2 separate regions of the Mus musculus genome follow, and region 2 is linked to region 1. Evidence: chromatin contacts called from public Hi-C data. All regions are on one chromosome and are shown on one strand. Each heading gives the region's core, a stretch centred on a gene start, on an enhancer-like site or on the middle of the called end of the contact. The rest is flanking DNA. Distances are from core to core; before and after follow the strand shown. Region 1 has its middle 38 kb from the start of Gm1667. Region 2 has its middle 37 kb from the start of Gm33895.

What was found. A called contact is a pair of places that touch in the nucleus more often than the background predicts.
Region 2: a contact with region 1 is called in a Hi-C map of the N1E-115 cell line, with 2.4 times the contacts expected there. The contact joins two enhancer-like sites. A contact is called at or near these places in 7 of 484 Hi-C or Micro-C datasets (the N1E-115 cell line and embryonic stem cells).

Annotation. Positions count from the first base shown.
Region 1 is chr4:139,870,794-139,874,409 of GRCm38.p6, forward strand. No RefSeq gene overlaps it. Among named protein-coding and RNA genes, the nearest start is that of Gm1667, 38 kb to the right of the region's middle. Within about 2 kb of position 2,013, at least 11 of the 459 cell types and tissues checked have an H3K27ac peak or open chromatin away from gene starts, as enhancers often do. A contact at or near this core is called in the N1E-115 cell line, where this site is marked.
Region 2 is chr4:140,284,821-140,288,297 of GRCm38.p6, forward strand. No RefSeq gene overlaps it. Among named protein-coding and RNA genes, the nearest start is that of Gm33895, 37 kb to the right of the region's middle. Within about 2 kb of position 1,386, at least 28 of the 459 cell types and tissues checked have an H3K27ac peak or open chromatin away from gene starts, as enhancers often do. A contact at or near this core is called in the N1E-115 cell line, where this site is marked.

The DNA.
Region 1 (3,616 bases), core at 763-3,262:
GCCTGTGCAGGTGTGGGAGCTGGCACAGTAGGTGTGCAGGTGTGGGAGCTGGCACAGTAGGTGTGCAGGTGTGGGGGAGAGCACAGTAGGTGGGCAGGTGTGGGGGAGAGCACAGTAGGTGAGCAGGTGTAGGGGTGAGCACAGTAGGTGGGCAGGTGTGGGGGAGAGCACAGTAGGTGAGCAGGTGTGGGGGAGAGCACAGTAGGTGAGCAGGTGTGGGGGAGAGCACAGTAGGTTAGCAGGTGTGGGGGAGAGCATAGTAGGTGAGCAGGTATGGTTGATGAACAAATGAATCTGCCGTGGCTGGATTTCCATGACAAGCCATGGAAAAGAAGTGAAGAAGGCAAAGACTGCAGAGGGTCTCTCCTATCTACCGCCAAGGGGCCAACCCGCTTCAAACATACAACTTCCCCTCTACCCAGGGAGGCTCAGCCAGTTTTATGTGGGCACAAGGCACCTTGTAGATGGTAATAATGCTGGCAAGATGGTAATGGTGAAGAAGATGATGATGGAGATAGTAACAGTGTTTACGGTGAGAATAGTAACGGGAGAGGGTGTGATGAGAGCAGTGGTGGAGATGATGATGGAGATGATGGAGAAGATGATGCAGATGATGATGGAGAAGATGGAGATGGTGATGGAGATGATGGAGATGGTGATGATAATGATGGTGGTGATGGCAGAAATGACAGTGGAGATGATGATGGGGCTTGTGGTGGCAATGAGGATGATGGAGATAGTGGAGATGATCCACTATCATCTCCACTATCTGAAGAAGTGATGAAGGAGGTGATGATGGAGATGGTAATAAAGATGGCAATGATAGTGAAGATGATGAATTAGCTCTTATTGCATGCTCTCTCTATCCCAAGACTTGGATCCCAGCTCTGTTGCGACCTAATAAATCACCTGTCTTCCACCCTCTCCACATCACTGTTTCTTACACTGTGCTTTGGGAGGGTTTTTTTGTTTGTTTGTTTTGAAATTGTTACTTCACTTGTAAAACTGAGTCCTGGCAGCACATGAGACCTGCACAGGACTAAGGAAGGAAGGAGGGGCACGGTGCGGACCCGCCTCCAAGACCCGCCTCCAAGACCCGCCTCCAAGACCCGCCTCCTAGACCCGCCTCCCAGCGCTGGCCACCCGTGGTTCAGCTCACATCAGCTCCTAGCCAGTCTGAGAAGCCAGTACAACGGCACACAGCATCCATCTCCCATGCAATCTCCATGGTTCCTCTCGCTGAGTGTGCCACCTTGTACAGATTCAAACACTCAGAGAAGCTAAGTGACCGGCCCATGGTCACACAGCCGCTGACGTTGGGTTTCTCGTTTCTCCTAATTAGCTAGCCCAAATTTCGTGGTCCAGACTGATCTCTATCGCAGTGGCCTCACATGCCTGGCTGACTGGGTTCTGCCCTGCGGCCTTTCTCTGCCAGGACTGGTCACATGGCAGTGGCTGGAGCTGGTACATCCCAGAGGCCTGGCACCCTCTCAGCCCCAGCTCAGGCTGAGCTCAAAGGGTATCTGATGGAGCATCCTACCTGTGGCAACTGGAACCGGGTAACAGGGCAGCCGAGGTGCGACTGTCTGAGAAGGCCAAGGCACTGGCAGACGATCTAAGACTGGAGGATGCCCACAGCCTTGGGACCTGTGCAAAGCTGCAGCTCTGTGTTCTGTGGGTCAGGATGAGAGCAGGCAGGTAGATTTGAGGGAAGAGAAAGTGACTTGCCCCTTGAGGAGAAGCTCAGAGATTACAGGCCCTTTATAATTAGCCTCGTTGGGCCCAGCTAGAGCCCGAGTATCTAAGCTCAAGGCTCTTCCATACTTACCACTCTGCACTGCCCAGTCTCTAAGGGTTTCCCTGTGGCCTCTCTCCAGTCTGTGCTGGAGAAAGTGGCCTTTTCTACATGTTAATCCTCTTGAGCTCAGACTCACTCTCCTTCCAGGTTCTGCTAGGGACCTGCAAATGGAACCTGATGCCAGCAGCCACCAGAGGGCAGCAGAGTCAAGGCTCTGCTGTGGCTGGGCTGTGGAGCCTCTCTTCTGGGGTCTCATGATCACCATGGTGGCCCAGCAGACTGCAGTAAGGGTCTGGCTGTGACCTTGGCCAGTCCCGAGGCTCCGTGTTCCTGATTGTATCAGGGAGTTGCTTGGCATCTGAAGCGAGTGGGGAACCCACAGAGGGGAGGGAAGGCTGGCTGGCGTCTCTACACTCGCAGGCCTAGACTCTGTCTCCTTGTATATACTGATGTGGGACCCCAGGCTCTGGGCTGAAGAGGGCTCGGCATCTCTCTGGGACCTACCAGTTGGACAAGGGAGGTTTGTGCTCCTGACTGAAACCTCCATTTCCTGACATATTCTTCCCAGTGAGCCAGTGGATGAAAACTCAGAGCCTACCGGGAATGGGGAGTGCACCCAGGCCTGCATCCCTCCCTAAAATTGCAAAAGAAGTGTGTGTGTGTGTGTGTGTGTGTGTGTGCGCAAACGTGTGTATGTGTGTATATGTGTATGCTTATATGTGTACATATATGTATGTATATGCATATATATGTACGTACATATACACAAGTAATATATGTATATATGTAATAGATACATAATTTTATATATATGTATGTATGTGCATACATATGCGCACATATACTATATATATGTATATGTATATGTGTATATGTGTATGTGTGTATGTGTGTATGTGTGTAGGTGTGTATATGTGTATATGTGTATATATATATATATATGTATATATGAAACAGAAATAAGATATGTGGATGATTTGACCTGGCTGAGCAGGTATGGGGACTTTGGAGTCCAGCTGTGGTCCCAGGGCAAGTCCTTAAGCCCACTGTTCCCTGAGGCTGTCTGCTCTTCTATCTGGTGATATTTGTCCCTTGGTCCTATGGTCATTGATATGTCTGATGTACCTGAGGATCCAGCCGGGCAGCTTGTAGACATCTTGACAGAAGTGACCATCCCTTATGGCAGGTGTCAAGTGTCATGACCGGTCTGGTTGACTCCTTTTCTTCAGACCGACCCCCACAAAGGAGAGGAAACTTGTCTCTAATTACAGGTGGGCAGGCTGAGACCGCTGAGCTTTAGACGGATGGCTGACAGCCATGATGTTCTCGGTGGCAGAGGCGGGATCTGAACCCAGGTTCAGGGGACTAAATGCTTTCCTACTCTACAGTAAATAGAGGTTGAATGAATTAATGAATTAATGAATGAGTGACTAAATGACTAATGAAGGGTCCTTAACCTGGTATCTTTGTTTCGTTTTGTTTTTACCGTTGCTGAGATAAAATACTCGGACAAGCTGAATGCGGTGGTGCTCACCTTTAATCCCAATACCTGGGAGGCAGAGGAAGGTGAGTCTCTGTGAGTTCGAGGCCAGCCTGGTCTATAAAGCGAGTTCTAGGTCAGCTAGGGCTACCTAGTGAGACCTCAGACAAAAACAACTTAAAGGAGAAAGGGTTTTACTTCTTTCAGCTCCCTGCTCAAGGTGCAGTCCATCAGAGTCAGGAGGCCGAGGCAGCTGGTCACCCTGGTCCTCAGTCAGAGGAAGAGAGAAGAACTAGAGCTCAACTCACTCTCCTTCCCTCATAGAGCCCGGGATTCCC
Region 2 (3,477 bases), core at 136-2,635, 410 kb after region 1:
ATGCAGGCTGCGTTGCACCAATAAACAACTGAAGGCAAGCAGAGAGAAGATAAAAATACCAAACAGATCAGCGGGGGTGGGGGGTGGCTGTGTGCTGAGGTGCCATCAGAGGGTGCCATTGGTGTAGGAGTGTGTGAGGTCTCCTTCAGAATGCTATGATTGAAGAGACCAGCATCTTGGGCTTGAAGGATCTGTAGATGTGCACAGTGGAGAAAAGACATTGATTCCCCTAGGAGGGGCTCCACGGCTAGGCATATACTTGCTGCTTGACTGCTAAGTCCAAGCCCCACCATGCCTTGGGGAATCATACCAGGCTCACAGCACAAATATGCTTGTGTATAAATTGGTGGCAGCAATACTCCATGCCATGGTTCCATGATGTAGAAGGCACGTGTCACTTTGCCACATCAACTCTGGAGCCATTGACAGGCAATGCCCTTTGTCACTTGGAATTTCTGCAAGAACCTCGAGGGGATGTTGCTATTTTGATCCTCATTTGCAAGCAAAGCATTTCTGGTGCTCAGAGAGGTGACATAATTTTCTCAAGGCCACACAGCTAGTGGTAGAAGTTGGATTATACCCAGCCTTACCCCAGCCACCATTCCGATGTGTTTGTGCATGTGTGTATATGTGCATGTGTGTATGTGTGTGTGTGGGGGGGGGGTATATGGTTTCTTGTCTCCTTTTCCCAAGAGCCATCATTACAATAAGTTGGATGAGCTTACAATCCAACTTATTTTTAACATGGGTTCTGTGGATTAACAGGCCCTTCTGCTCTGGAGGCAAGTGCTCTACTGACAGAGCTACCTCCTTATGACTGGAAACCAGGTCTTAATGAAAATAATCATGTTAAAATGCCATTGAACTAAGCCACAGTCTCAGTTTGTTCAGTGCCTTTAGTAAAATGGGACAGTCAGATACACAGAAGGCAGCCCCTAGTCTGAGTGAATACCAGGCAAAGATGAGAGCAGACATCAGGAAACCAATGGAGTCAGACACTGCAAACAAGCTACCACAGGAGAGAGGCTGCAGCAGGTTCATGGTCTCAGCCGGAGCCAGTCTTATGGCTCAACACCTCCCTCTCAAGTGTCTGCCTCCAGAGGGATGAGGCAGCCTGTTTCAGCTTTTAGTTCCATAATGGTGCTTTGTCTGGGTTGCTGTAGACTATATCTTCAGAGAGGGTCAGGCTGAGAAAAGCCCGTGGTGCCTGCTGAATCCTAAACCCTCAGACCTCCAGGCAGAGGGCGCTGCCCTCAGATGAGAGGCCAGTTGCATCTCATATGATCTGTTGCCTTGGCAGCTACCAGGATGGAAATGGACAAAGAGGGATGGGGCTGGGTGAGCAGAGACCAGGCGCCTCACTGTCTGTGGATGATGTTGCCATGGTAACATCGTGATCTAAGAGGGAGCCAGAGAAAACTGAGATATGGAGGAATTTGGGGAGGACCAGGATGGATGTACAGGGGGTGAGATGAGGAAGGCCAAGGCTTCTAGAGTTTACCATGACCTGGACAGCATGCTGGCCACATGTGGTCCTCTGCATTTCCAGATTAAAGAGTTTAAGAGTCAAGAGGGGCCTGGAGTCCACGTCTGTAATCTCAGCACTTGAGAGGGGCTGAGGTAAGAGGACCACTGTGAGCCCACCAGCTTGGGCAACATAGAGAGTTAAAGGCCAGCTTGAGCTACACTGTCTCAAAACAACAACAAAAAGTAACTAAAAATAAAAACCCCATGCGATCCTTTGGGGTGTGGTGTCTTTACCTGTCATTTACAAATGTGGAGACTGAGGCCCAGCGGAGGAGCTTAGAGTCGGCCACACAACTGGAGGAGAGGAGGTAGATTCTAGGTAATTATTTACCTCCACATCCCCTGTCTTTCTGCTTCACCAGGCTCCTCTGGTACCCACAGAGTGATGCCTTGAGGGCCTTGGAAGAGACATTGAGTACCCAGCCTGACTTCAGTGGGAGGGGAAAACAAATGCAGGAATAGCAATCCCTGTCCGTGTTTTTAAAACTACTTGTTTGTATTTAAGAACAATACATGGCTGTTTAGTCACCCTGGGTCTCATGTAGCACAAACCAGCCTTGTCTTTCCATGTAGCTATTTAGCTTCTCAACTTCTTGCCTATGTCTCTCAGGTGTTCAGATTACAGGCATGCACCGCCCTGCCAGCTCCCTTTCATAGCTCAGTAAATCTAGGAGTTACTGACATGGGAGAACTCGGGCCCCCAGGGCCACCAGCCATGTGCTAAGCTACATCTGTCAGCCACCGAGCCAGACAGATGGAACCTAGCACCCAGCTTCCCAAGTTTAAGTCAGGATTGTTGCAGGCACCAGAACAAGTTGTAGTCAAGGGGCAAAGGCATGGCTAGACCCATGTCTATCCTGGGGTGACCAAAGCAGCCAACAGGGAGGCATTGGAGCCAAATCCAACATCAGATCCTGCTGCTGTGAGGTCAGACATCTGCCCCAGGACTGCAGTGCCTATGGCCTCATTATACAATAGGGAAAGCTTGGACTCTGAAGACCACCCCCCCCACACACACACATACCTCTCAAGTCCTGTCAGCTGACATGGACTGGAAGCATTAGGCTTGGTTGTAAGATATCCAGGAGCTGAAGTGAGTCCCATAAGCTGAAGTTACCTTGTCAGCTATCAAAAGATACCCCAGGACAGCTCAGAAATGGGTTTTCACTGGAGGGAATGAGTTCCCTGTCTGTGGAGGCATACAAGGTGAGCTGGAAGAGGTGTACCTTGTCAGTCATTTCTAACTGCATGCCCAAGCTCTGGGGCACTGTTACTCCTTGTTAGTGATAGATTCCCTTCCCTAATAAAGACATGTCTGGAGGTAGAAGCAGGACAAATCAACAGCTTAAAAGTGTCCCCCAAGGGATACTGGTCATCCCTACCCTAACCTGTTCCCCACACCCACACCCAGTCTGAAGGGAGAATCCCCCTTGGAGGAGTTTTTGACTACTGTTTCTCCCAAAAGGAAGGTATGTGGATCTGCGCGTGGTAAGGAACTGAGGAAGACCTTAATGAAATCACCGTATAGTTAGGAAAACTGTCCCGTAATGAGCATGCGAGCTGCATTTGCTTAAACACTTATTTATTTATAGCATACTGTGGCCATTCATTCTTGTAGGTTTTAGGGCTGTGGGGGATCTCAGATGTGGGGAGTGGAGGAGAATATAGCTGTGATGTCCCTAGTGAAGAGCCAAGCATAATGGGGAGTGGTGGGAGAAGGGCAGGGTTTCAGCACACTGGGAGTAGCCTCTCTGGGAGCATCCCTGACTGACAGCCAGGCTGTTCCCTGGGCTTGTGGTAGTACAGACACCTCAGGTGATGGAAGAGCTGAGTTGGACCATTGTATCTGCAGCCCCTTTCCTCCCAGACCTCCAAAACGGCTATTCTCAGTCTCCCTGGGCCTTCTCCCTGGGCCTTCTCCCTGCTACCTGGCAGAAGGCATCCTCCCAC